Linked DNA regions of Oryctolagus cuniculus: region 2 is linked to region 1. Evidence: chromatin contacts called from public Micro-C data. All regions are on one chromosome and are shown on one strand. The core of a region is the stretch at or near the end of the contact, and the rest is flanking DNA. Distances in the headings are between cores, read along the strand shown.

Evidence for each region. A called contact is a pair of places that touch in the nucleus more often than the background predicts.
Region 2: a Micro-C map of ear pinna shows a contact between it and region 1, with 14 times the contacts expected there. The contact joins the promoter of VCPKMT here to the promoter of ATL1 in region 1. A contact is called at or near these places in 2 of 6 Hi-C or Micro-C datasets (ear pinna and an unstated tissue).

The regions. Positions count from the first base shown.
Region 1 is chr12:25,607,822-25,614,421 of mOryCun1.1, reverse strand. ATL1 (atlastin GTPase 1) reads left to right here and starts at 3,005. Exons shown (of 15, transcript XM_017348282.3): 1 at 3,005-3,119. MAP4K5 (mitogen-activated protein kinase kinase kinase kinase 5) reads right to left here and starts at 2,763. Exons shown (of 32, transcript XM_051822833.2): 1 at 2,624-2,763; 2 at 2,162-2,380. The coding sequence starts at 2,269.
Region 2 is chr12:25,996,901-26,003,500 of mOryCun1.1, reverse strand. It overlaps VCPKMT (valosin containing protein lysine methyltransferase), which reads right to left and starts at 3,197. Exons shown (of 6, transcript XM_051822818.2): 1 at 2,365-3,197; 2 at 2,177-2,287; 3 at 1,931-2,003; 4 at 1,042-1,161. The coding sequence starts at 2,630. It overlaps SOS2 (SOS Ras/Rho guanine nucleotide exchange factor 2), which reads right to left. Exons shown (of 23, transcript XM_002718299.5): 22 at 6,263-6,372; 23 at 3,208-4,916. The coding sequence ends at 4,407.

The sequences.
Region 1 (6,600 bases), core at 1,756-4,255:
ACTTTTTCAATAGAGGAAATATCAGGAACAAAGGCCCCAAGATGGGAAGCTGCTTATTGTATTTAAGGAAAAGCAAGCAGGCCAGTGGGTTAGAGCAGAATGAGGGCAGGGAGGAGCAGAGAAGGGAGAGGTGGAGGGAAGGCCCTTCAGGTAAGGCTTTCATGGACAGGCAGGACCGCAACAGGTCGAAATGGGAGGGACTGATTCTGGGTAACTAGAACAAAAGAAAGCAAAGGACGAGGAGACACGGTTGTCTTAAGGATATTTACAAATCCAAGACTGGCCTAGAATGCAGTAAGTATACTCTAAGTGAGAGCACAAATGTGAGGGTAGGGGACTATATATATGTTGGGGTGATGTTGTGAAGGTGGGGTGTAACAAATTAAGTCTCTGACTGTTCAGGAGCCCCACAGAGAGACAGAGGGCAGGGAAGCATCAGGATAAGAGGCAGGCATTAACTGCCTCTTCAATACAACCTGTGCTTTCCCTGGTAAGAATAAAACTCTGTTCCAGATAAATTGCTTTAGTTGCTCTATCTATAAAGAAAAAAGGTGGTGGTCTTGATCTCTGCAGGGAAAAAGAGTCCTTAAATTTTCTAGTAGTAGGGAGAAAACCATTACTGGAATTGAGACTGCTGTATAACATAATCTAAGCCAGTCTAATGCATGTCGAAACATAAGACAAAGATGACTAAAAAATGGGACTGAGAAGGCAAACAGGAATTTCAGTTTTTAAAGGAACATTCCACAAGCTGAGTAACACATGGATAAACTAGGAATTTAATCAGATCTAGTTTTACATAGAAAGAGAATTCTGTTGGCTACCCATTTTGCATTCAAAGGTGTTCACAGGGAGAGAGCTGGGACTCTGCAGACAAATCAGCAACTTAGCAAGTGGAAGGGTGCTTAGCACAGATAACTCAAATGCCCATTGTTCACATTAAAAAATCTTCCACTGCAGTTCATCTCAGAGAATTAAACAGTGCCAGAGCTATCATAACCACCTTGAATCGTTACTATTAACAAAGAGGAAATTAAACAAAAGCAAGTAAATAGGAAAAGGGGATGTTTCCTGTCTTATTGCCACCTGTGCAAAACAAGCGACCCCCCCCCCAGAGGCATCTACCAGTTAATTACCCACACGATACAGTCATTTCAACTATGTGCAGGCCTGTGGTTTGAAAGAATGGTGTACATACTCTTAAACTATGACCAAATCCAATAAACCAAGAAGCTGTTGCAAAAAGTAGAGGAACTTCCCTTAATACTCATGAGTTACATTAATGCTTCCTTTTTGGAACAGAGAACAAAAAGCCTAAGGCAATCTCCAACAATCTCTTTCCTCTGGATTCTTCAGGAACATAGTGTACTTGGGCAACTGGTTTGCTTTTCTACCACGTTTTTTAAATCCTAAATTAAGAGGAATTCGTTCTCATCATTTGTTTTAAATTAACAGAAAGCGCACTGGCTGGAGAGTGCACGCACACGCGTGAACACAGACACACACACAAACACAACCTGTAGATCTTATCCACTTGTGGTTATGGGATGTTATAAACCCCAAACAGAGAAAGTGCTAATGCAGGAAAAAACCCAGCAAGTTAATGGTAGGTTTTGAATCACCAACCAGACACAAACCATCAAACTTATGCCAGGAAAGCTTATCTTTTCTGCATGGAGTAATGTTTGTAAACACATCATTTTCACCCAACACTTGACTGCTTACAGCTAGAATTAAGAAACAGGTTTCACAGGACCATTAACAACAACAACAACAAAAAAACTTATATTGGCCAAGCTCATCCATTAATTTTTTTTTTGTAATGCCTGAACGTCAATATTCTCTGCTACTGTCTTCCAGGTTTTCCACACTGACACTAGAATATTCTACCGGACAACTCCATAGCTGATTCAAAGTCGCTTCAAAACCAGAAATAAACTTTTGAAAGTCTTTACACCACAAAAAAGGTTAAGAGTGGTTTGCGACGATGTGGTTAGCTCTGCTTGCTGGCGGCGCCGAGAACCAGCAAGGGATTCGAGGGTGCTCCGAACGCAGGGAGAGGGACCCTGGCCGCTTCCTCTCCAAGATGCAACAATAAGAGCATCCTCCCCCCGGCCGGAAAGCGGCCGGAGCCCGGCGGCCGCGGCCCGGCCTGCCTCACCTTATAGACGTCCCCGTACGTGCCGCTGCCGACTCTCTGGACGAGCTCGTAGTCCTGCTGCGGGTTTCGCCTCAGGATGTCCGCGGCAGGCCGCAGCGGGGCCTCCATCTTCGCTCCGGGCCCGGCTCCCGCCGGCTCTGCCCGCGGCGCGCCCCGATTCCCGCTAACGAGGGCGAGCGCCGCCGCTTCCCAACATGGAGCCTCCGCCCGCAGCTCCGCCTGCACGAGGGACGCGCGAAGGCGGGTCAGCGTCGCCGGCTGCGACCCCCACGCGGCCCCGCGCCCCCGTGGTCCAGCCCCTTTCCTTCCGTCCCGCCCGGGGCCCTGAGGAAGCGAGCCTGGAAGGGCTCCCGGCGCCTCGCGGCCCCGTTCGGGCCACAGCCCTTCCCCCACTCCCCGGCCGCCGGCGAACTGCCCGGCCCGGCCTCCCCCGCCCGCCGGAGCCCGGGGCCGGCTGGGTACCTGAGGGGGGCGGCCCCACTCTTTGTTGAGCGCCGAGCCGGGGTGCCCACTCCCTCAACGGCGCCCGCGTCCTGCTCCCCGGCCCCGGCGGCCGCTCCGGGTCTCTCGCCGCAGCCGTCGCCGCCCGCCCGCCCGCTCGCCCGCCCGCCCGCTCGCCCGCACCGCGCGCCCTCTCGGAGGCGGCCGAGGCGCGTACAGTCGCCGCCGCCGCCGCCGCCGCACCACGTTCCCCACCCGGGGCTGCGTCACCGGGAGACACGTTCCCGGCCAGCGTGGGTCGGCGCCCAGCGGCCCGCCCGAGCGCGCCGGCCGCGGGACCAGAGTGCCGCCCTGAGGCCGGCGGAGGACACGACACCCTCCCGGCCGCGCCGCCGCGCCCCCCTAGCCCGGCGCGTCCTTCCAGGGCCTAGCTCGCTCGCTCCTGCCGCCGGAGACCCGCACAGCACGGCACTCGGGGGCCGACGGGCCTCCGTTAAACCGTCCCCAGAATCGTCAGGTAAACCTGGGCGGTGACGGGTGCAGGGAGAAGGGTGGGCACGAGAGAGAGGGGGCAGGCAGCCCTCCACGTTCAACCCGGAAAAGGTACGTTGAGGGCACCGGGCCAGGGGTAACCTGGCGGTGGGGCGCCGGGGAGGGCCGAGTTAGCCGAGCCGCGGCACGCCCTACTGCACCTTCCTGTTTTGCAAAGCATTCCCAGTGGTGCCAGTTTGAGGTTGCACCGCACACCTGCACAACCTGTCTGGTGCTGAGCTTTTCTGAGCCGTTGCTAAAAGCCTGCCGCCCCAGGAGGCTGCGCCCGGCCCCCGTCACCCTTTTGGGCACAGCCCTGGGTTGTCGCATATCTCGTGGCTGCAGGAGTTCTGCAGGGGGGTGGGGGAGAGGGCTCCGACCAAGTCAGGGTCCACAGAGCCTGGTTCTGGTTCTCCCGCTTGGATGCCATCTGGGACAGGAGTTGGTGTTTGGCAACATCTGCAGTTTTGAAGAGGATAAGGTGTTTTCCATCTGACACCCTAGAAAGTGTTGGTACAGCACTTCGCAACGTCGTGAAGAGGGTTATCAACTGTGAGAGGTTAAAACTACTTGGCAGCGCGCAGAACATGGAATAGGCAGCCAGGGACGTCATTGGGCCGGTGTTTTCTCACAAGTTGTTTTTTGCAGTTTCGGTTCCAGTCTGGCTTGGGAGATAGAGATTCAGTTGCCAGCTTTCTGTATGCTGCAGAAGTTATTCCGTGAACCCAGCAGAGGTTTATAACAGAAGAGCCAGATAACAGGCAGCGCTCTTAGTGACCGGAAAATCGCCAAAGAGTAATTGCAGATGTTGGCACGTGGCGTTTAGCACCCACCTCAACCCTGTTCCTGGGAAGTAGGTGCCTGATTGTTGGTCGTTGAAACCAGTTGTATGATGTAGAAAGTAAATCAAGGCTTCTACAGGACAGGGGATACATGGATTTTCTTGGGCTTTGCACACAAAGGCAGTTATTTAGGGCACATAAGTAAGCCCAGACATAACATGCTCCATGGACAAAGCCCGTGTGTTTGCTGCATTGAAAAAATCGTTGAAGAACAGTTCTTTCTTTCAGAGCTTCTTGGCACTCGTTTTGGTGGGCACATATTCTGACTTCGATGACTCAAAAATCTCTTCAAATGTTCTGTTGGTGTCTTAGTACTTGTTTACTGTCATTGACTTCTTTTTTAAAAGAAAATCTGGCCTGATACGTTGATTCTTTCTCTAGTAAGAAATTCGTTTCTTCTTTCTTAGACCTGTATTAGTCCACAGAGAATCTGAGGCAGCACACAGAAAATTTAAACCGTAGGACAAAAAGTAAGTGAAGAAACTGCTCTGAAGTTAAAAAGAGGGAAGATAGGACATCTGAGCAAGGCAACAAATTGGCTGCAGCAGAGAATTTTTGTACTGTTTTGAGATCAGATGAGCCCGCTGATCAAGAGAGGCACATCGTTTCCTGATGTTAAGGCTGCGGAAAAAATAGAAGGAGAAACTCTGAATGCTCAGTTTGAGACAAGGTGAATACCCATCTGACAATCCTTTAAGCATGTTATTCTTGAAACACAAGGTTTAAATAAATTAGGCCATAAAAGTTTGAGGTTGGGGCTTCAGCAAAACCCTGGAGTGCAGATATTTTATGCTACCAGTAATGGCAGATCCATACACTTTGGCCATCAGCTTAGAGGCAGATAGCATGGAAAAAGTCAAGATTTCACATGGTAGTTTAAAAAATGTGCCTGCTATAGTCATTACTTTTCTTGTACCACAACTGGTGCTAAGGGGAAAAACATTCACTCCTACTAACTCCAAAAGAATCTGAAGGATTTTTTTTTGGTCCTGGTTGAGTTAATTTTAATAAGATCAGTGAAGTCATAGCTGGTGGATTTAACATTACGTGGTTGGAAAGAGAATTCATATTTGTTTTCATTAAACACAGTAAATTTAATTTTGTAACTTAAACAATTAAGCATTTAATTTTAAGGTTTAAGTTTATGTAATAATAAATCACTGTCCGTAATAGGACAGTTTCTTAAGAACTTAAAATTTTATAATGACAGAGTATTGAGTAAGAGGAAGTAATGCTTGGTAGGTCCATCAGCCCAACCTAATTATCATGTAGTTTTAGTGTCTTCATGTTATCTGATATGCAAATATTTTCCAGTTTTGTTTAAATATAACTATCCTGGTTTGCTCTGTACTTCACAGTATTTTTCCCTTCTTTCAAAGTTCGGCAATAGCATGCTAACTGTAATCAGTGGCTGTATTAGTTTAAATTCTGGTTTTATAAAGGCTAAACAAAAAAGGGACGTAAATTTTTAAGTCTTCTATAAAGCTGAGGTTCACAATTTACTATCCAAGAGAAAATGGATAATTAAAATCTTTAAGTGTGTGATAGGACAGAACATATGAACAGTAGTTTTAGTCTGTGGAACATATAAGTTTAAGCAAGATAAGCCGATGAGTCTTGGAACAAAACTACTTGACAGATGTAACTGTGATTCAATTGACTGCTCTATAGATTTATTAAATGAATTAAATGTTGGATTTTTCAAATAATTATTATTAAACTCTTCTTTCTGTTACTACTTAGGGCCACTTTTCTGTTGAGGCAAGAACCAGGTATCCAAAATAGAGAACAATTGTATTCTATTCTGCATAGCAGTAGAGCATGGATCTCATTCAGAGTCAGTATCAGGTCATTATGATGGGAGTTTTAAACAGAAGAGGTGAGGAAAGCCAGGCGCATCCCTTTTTTTATCCAGCTTGAATTGATCTTAAGATATGTTAAGAAGCTGTTTCTATTAACCTTTGTCCTCAGGTTGTTATATTAAAGCTTATAAAGAATTGGTAGAAGGGTTCTATATTCTGCCCACAAGTTGGTTGTTTGTAAATTCAATAGCTAAGAGAAGATAAAGAGTTACAAATAATCTTATGCTGTTCATTATCAGTTTCTTCATATTGTAATAGATACTGTGCTCAGAAGCGGTGCCTAAAGTTTGCCTGTACCCCAAGAATACTAGTGCTGTGGGCAGAAGAAGCCAAAGTGCCCAACTGTGGTCCTGTCCTACAGCTGTGTCGCTGGTGTAGGATTCCAGTAAACTTCTTCCTTTTGCACCTGCAAGGAAACACGGATAATGGCTTCTCACTGCTGCTGTCTCAGGGTCCTTCACATCCCGTGTGGGTTGCCTTACCCCTGTTCTCGTTTATACAAATATTCCTTTGACCAGGTCATCTTTCTGTGGTTTTTCTTCCCAGAACTGTGATTGATTCAGTTGTAGAAATTGGAAGTAGTCTCAGAAAAAAAGACCCTTGAAATGGCTTTCTGGTATGTTATCACGTACCTGATGATGAACTGGGTAACTTGTCAAGGAAAATGGAACCAGGGGTATTGCATAGCATGGAGTGGCATCACCACTATTCCAATAACTATGAGTAGTGGCACGAGATGGAATGCCAGCGGGGGCACAGGGTT
Region 2 (6,600 bases), core at 1,948-4,447, 390 kb before region 1:
TTCTCTCTGTCTCTCTCTCTCACTATCCACTCTGCCTGTCCAAAAAAAAAAAAAAAAAATTCTAGTTTTAAAAGGTCACTATCATTTTGCATATTCAAAAAAAAAAAAAACAGAAATTTTTAAAAAACATTTTAGTGGGGCAGGCAGTTAGCCTGGTGGCTAAAACATCTACATCCGACATCAGAGTGCCTGGGTTTGATTCTTAGCTCCAGTTCCCAATTCCAGCTTCCTGGTAATGCAGACCATGGTAGGCAGTGGTAATGACTCAAGGAATTGAGTTCCTACCACCCACGTTAGAGACCAGATTGAGCTGAGGGATTTGAGGAGTAAGCCAGCCAATGGGAGTCTTTCTTTCTTTGTCTCTCAAAATAAAAATAAAACAAAAAATTTTAGCACAGCCATATACTTGCTTTCTCATTAAAGAACAGTAGTCCTTTCAGTAGACAAAACTGCACCTAGCTGTTCCTACAAAATCAGTCACCTGTAATGGAATGGATGTTTGCCCATATAAAGTGGGTATGGGTACCACCAGGGGAAAAAGGATTGAACTTACATAAGACTATGTACTATTTGTGCAACCTCCTGTGGGTCTATCTATCTCAAAAAAAAAAAAAAAAAGTTGTAAATAGGTAGGTATCTAGGTTAAAGTTTCATAAAAATGTGACTGAAAAACAGAAGCAAAAATTTATCACCTGTACATTTCCATCAGGTATTCTCCAAAAGTGAAATACCCATCATTGATGTTTCTCAAAAACAAACATCATGTTGAATAAAAATTAACAACTTTCTCACAAAAGAGGGTCACCATTATTATTTTATATTGTTCTATTAGATAGTGTATCAACCAATGAGAAAAAAAGATAAAGTGTCATGCAAGATGAAAAAGAGGGGAGAGGGCTTAGAAAAATCATGGGTTGTGCAGATTTCTCCTTGGGGTCACACCAGCACAATGTTTACCACCCCAAACTGCCATAAGATACTTGAACTCAGTTATATAAAACCTCTCTGGAAGATAATCACTACAAAGAGAGATTTTCTTACCTCAAAGTATTTTTTCTCGATTTCTGGATTTTTCCCCATTGTTCGTTGTTCATAACAACATATAATACAAGTCTCATATCCACTGAGATCTTTTAGGGTTTTCAGCAATGGCTCCAAAGACTATTGAAAAAGGAATACATATTTTTATGACAAATATTTTCTACTATAAAAGGAACATGGGGAGTGGAGGGATAATTATAATTATTATAATCAATTACTCATCTTTAAATCTATCCAACAAAGCAGATGTAATTCAAGCTCCACAAATGATTGGAAAACAACTCTTAACTAATCAACTCCATTTTATCGAATTTAGTTTCCAGAAAAAGCACTCTAATAACTGTATTTTAAAGATTCCATGAGAAAATAAATGGGTTTCAATCTTTCAAATTTTCATTTTACTTAATCTAATTTAGGATTTAGCAACCGACAATTAACCTTTCAGAAGTCTAACCCTGACATTATTCTGATGACGAGTGATGCCCATAACAGTGTACAGACTGACATTTACAGAAAAACCTTTCCATGCATCTAATAAATCTTGCCACAAGGAGTCCTTTGGAATGCAACTTAATTCTCAATGTCATTTTTAACATGTTCAGCTAAGGAAAAAATAAGATGACCTCAGCTTTTCATTTCACAAATGGCAAAATTCTTCAAAAAGTTTACAAAAGCGATTTTACACCTTTCTCAACATGCTTCACGGGCCCTTATTTTAATCACGGGGGGTGTATCATGCGTCCCTGGTGACTTCTATCATCTCTTCACTGCATCATCCACTATAACACAGTCTGAACTCAGAGACGCTAAAATGTGAAGAAACGTGTGCTTTAGAATCCACGAAATACAGCTCATCTCAAGGAGGAGACTTCGCTCACTGAATGCTTACCTCTTCATAGTATATGCAGTCGGCCATCAGTATGTAGTCTGGTGGCGAAGGAAAGTCTTCTATTTCTTCCCCCCTTAAAAACGTCAAACAAATATTTTAATTGTTGCTTGAATCATGTACCATACTCTTGTCTTATAATAAAAGAACTGGAAACTCCCCTTCGTATTAACCACCCTTTCGGTGAAAAGCAATTTAAAGGCAGGCTACAGATCGCTATCTTAAAACAAGCTGAAAGGCCATACAAACCATTTCAGTACCTTGGCTTGAACAGAACCAGTGACAAGATGCTTGTTCATGTCAATATTCATCTTCAGCAGGTCCTGCAGTTCCTCAAGATCGGTGACTACAACATGTGCCCTACAAAACAACGTCGATGAGGACTAGGCACAGGCTGCGCAGTGGGCACCGGGCTGCACCCCGCCGCCAGCGCTTACCCTAGGGTGGCGGCCATGAGTCCCACGGCTCCGGTGCCTGAGCCCAGTTCCAGGACCGACCGCCGGCTCAGCAGGTGCGTCCCGTCGCCAGAAAACCCGGGTGTTTCCAGGTATTTAGAAAGGACAATAGCTGCGTCCCAGACAACGCAACCCACGCCACCGGAGCTATACTGCTGCAGGCGTAGCACCGTGCCATCCCGCTTCTCCAAAACTCGCACAAAGCTCCGTAGTGGGTCCTCCTCCGACGTCTCCGCAGTTGCCGCCATCGCAGCCAAACCACAGGATGCGGCGCATGCAGTGACGTCACACCCACGCGCACGCCCCGCGGCCCCGCCCTGAGTGGCGGAGCTGGCCGCATGGTGCCACGGCGCGTGCGCGAGTTCCCAAAGCCGCGGGGGCACCGTTACGTGGGCGGGACCGAGCGCTATGCCCCGCCTCCCCAACCCCTAGTCAGCAGAAATCTCTTTTCCAGAAAAACCGAGTGCGATAACCCGCCTGTAATAAAACAAAGGAAACTTCACATTGTTTCTGTATGGATGGAGACGGATTCGCACGGTGGTCACCGCCTTAAGTTCAGGCAACTTCCAAGATCCAACCAAAGACGGCTGTGATCCCGAGTCTCCTCGCCTGCTGGCTCCCGGTTTTCACAGGAATGCGTACAAACGTTGCTGAAGCTTGTCGTTTGGGCTTAACAGTGAAGGCAGTTATTCCTCTAGAGTTTACGTCAGTTAAATTCTTTGGGATTATGTGATGTGTTGCACAAAACAAAATAACGTGTGTATGAATCTACAGGATTCAATCTCTCCTTGGTTTCTTATAATAAAAACACGTATTTTAAAAGCCTTTTAAAAATTAAGACTGGGTGATTTATTAATCTTGTTAAGAACTCTGATACAAAGCACAGTAAAAGGCCACAGACCAGTAAATAAACAACGTGGCTTTGGGCTACTTTACAATTGCTGCTACAGCACTGTCCGCAATATGCTTTTCATCACTTCCAATGAGGGTGTACAAATACCAAAAAAAAAAAAAGTGTCACTCCTCTGATTAAAAAGTTTAATAAAGCTTTAAGTATTTGCTGGTTTAAATATTACCAATCTAAAAAATTTTTTTAAAACATTTCAGTTAACAGGAGATTTACAGAGACGGTTACTAGGTTTTGAAGGCAAGGCGGTTGGTTCCTATGCCATAAGAAGTTTCTCCTCTGAATTTACGCATTAGTAAAGTAGCAGATTGTATTATAGTCCTCAAGTCACTGAAATTTATATAGGTTATTAGCATTATCTTTAAATATACAATATAAACAAAACTGTACATTGATGGCATATTTGTTTTCCAAAACAATAGGCAACTGATGAGCTAAAGACACCGTAGTCTGCCAAAAACAAAGGCACATCTGAGTGAGATACATGCCCTTTCTCCTCTATGATCGGGTTATGTAGTCCTTGCTTACATCTGACAAAATAATAAACAGTGCATTCTATTATTTTCATCCTACTTTTCATTTTTGTCTTCAGCAGCAAATACTGGCATTTAAGACATGGCATTAAACAGTTTAAGAACTGTGGGTGTTATTCACAATTCTCCTAGATGTAAAAACTAGAAGTAAAAACTAGAAGATGGTCAAAGAGGTTTAAAAATCAGTAACACCATTAGCTTCCATGTTTATGTAAATTCATTGCCTTAAAAAGGCAGCTATTACTCAAATTTGAAAAATTCCACAAAAGCACTATCCCTTTTCAGTGCAATCAATGTCACTTTAAATCATATTTTAGCAGAGTCTACAGTGCAATTATAAATTCATTATACTGGCCTTTTGGCAGCACTGAGGATCCAAGACAAGGCAATGCTACTGACCACCTGAGGAAAATGGTGCACGACTTTTGAATTTTTATTTTTCCAATTCTTAAAAGCTTATTTGATCAGTAGCATTTTTGTAAAAGCATTACAAAATAGTACTAAAATACTATGCCTTTTTTGAATAAATTAAAAAAAAACTTTACAAATACTATTCCAGTGTCAATGACTACATATGGCTAAGGTCATTGAGGAGTTTCTGCATTTTCTAACAAAGACAGTCCATACAACGGAGGGTGCGAAAGTTCCCGTTTGTAAGTCTTTGGTGGCAGTTTTGGTAGGTGAGGGCTTGAATTCTGCCTTGGAGGGACAGGTGGAGCTGGAGGATGAACAAGATTATTGTGACTAGAACTAAGAACATAGCATCGACGCGGTACCCTTGGAGAGGGAGTGCTAGGAGGAGTGCTTGGTGAATTCGGACATGTATTAACGTCTCTGAACCACTCTGGATCTCGGTGAAGATGTCCCAGTGGAGGAGGCTGAAGATTAAATGGACAGTTGATAAAGTGTTCTGGAGGCCGAAGGGGAACCGGTGGAGGGGTATCAGGAAGAGGATCTCTTGGCGGTGGTGGAGGTGGGCTGTGCAGAGGTCCATCAAATGCACTAGCAGGAACAGGAACTCTGGGTTTTACCTTTGGAGGAGGAGGCTGTCTCGGTGGAATAGCAGGAGGGTCATCATCAGATTTCATATTCCCCTCAAGAAAAAATAAAGTAAGTAAGCTACTTTTCTGTTCTCCTGAAAATTTTGTAATAAAAATTTAAAGGATGCTGTATCAAGTTAAATCCAGAGGCTCAGAATGGATCAATCTGATTTAATTATCATATTTATGAGTAAATTCCTCCCAGATGAATTCAGGGTTCAATTTAATATTTTTATATGAGATATTTAAATTGAAAACTTAGAAAAGGAGAGGGAGGGAGAGTGGGAGGAAGAAACATGAAAGGAAGAAGAGAATATCATTATACAAGCTGTATCTATGAACTATATTTGAATCTGTTAAAATCCAAATAATTTTTAAAAATATAAATAAATAAATGGATAACAGAACATAAATCCTCAGGTTATTTTGCTGGTCTTACATTGTAGAAGTTTATTTATTTGAATTACAGTGATAAGTAAGTGAAAATAACACACAGTTTTATAGACAGGAAAGGACGTAATGTCGGAGTCTTAACATCCAGTTTCTGCTTACCAGGCATCTACTTCTACTTGCCCAGTGAGGCTCAGAGCAGTAGATCTGAAAGTGTGATCCAGGGCCTGAACCAACAGTACCAGTAGGGAACTTACCAGAAAAGTAAATTCTTGGGCTCTACCCCAAACCCACTGAATCAGAAATTCTGGTGGTGGGGCTCAACAATCTGGTTTGTTGTTGTTGTTGTTTGACAGGCAGAGTAGACAGTGAGAGAGAGAGAGACAGAGAAAAAGGTCTTCTTTTGCCGTTGGTTCACCCTCCAATGGCCACCACGGCCGGTGCACTGCGGCCGGCGCACTGCGCTGATCCGATGGCAGGAGCCGGGTGCTTCTCCTGGTCTCCCATGGGGTGCAGGGCCCAAGCACTTGGGCCATCCTCCACTGTACTCCCTGGCCACAGCAGAGAGCTGGCCTGGAAGAGGGGCAACCGGGACAGAATCCGGCGCCCCGACCGGGACTAGAACCCAGTGTGCCGGCGCCGCAAGGCGGAGGATTAGCCTAGTGAGCCGCGGCGCCGGCCAACAATCTGGTTTTAACAAGCCTTCCAGGTGACTAATGCACACTTAAGTTTGAGAAGCACCAATTCAAATTTGAGGAATTCTTTAAATACTAAAGTTCTTTCCGTCTGTACCAGAAATAAAATGTACTCAGTATCTGTCATTTACCCACTCTCTTATTTTTTTCCTGAGGATTGAACAACTAAATATTTTCCAAACATAACAACATAAATGTTGAAAAAACATAAAGGATAGCCAAAATATAACTGGCAGACTCCGTATAAGAAAGAGCACTATTTAGAAGATCCACAACTTTGAGTAAATAGAGGTAAATCAATGTCCTGGTGATTACCTTGGAATTTGACACATCGTGATCAACCTTTTTTCGAGGAGGAAGAGGGGGAGGAATCAGTGGCTCTTCACTTAATTTATGTAAACTACCACAGGAACTGAAGAAGGACTCTAGAGGAGAAAAAGATTAGGATAAACACAATTCATTGTAATTTGTGATCCCTTTTGTAATAGCATTTGTCAGACTATTATTGCTATTACTGTCTTTTAGACTTTCGGTTTATCCCCTCACCCTGCCCCCAATAAATGGTAGCGTGTGGCACCTGTGGCACCTATTAGTGCCTGATACATGGCAGATATCACAGATTGGGGGGTAGGGAACACCCGGTCCTGACGTGC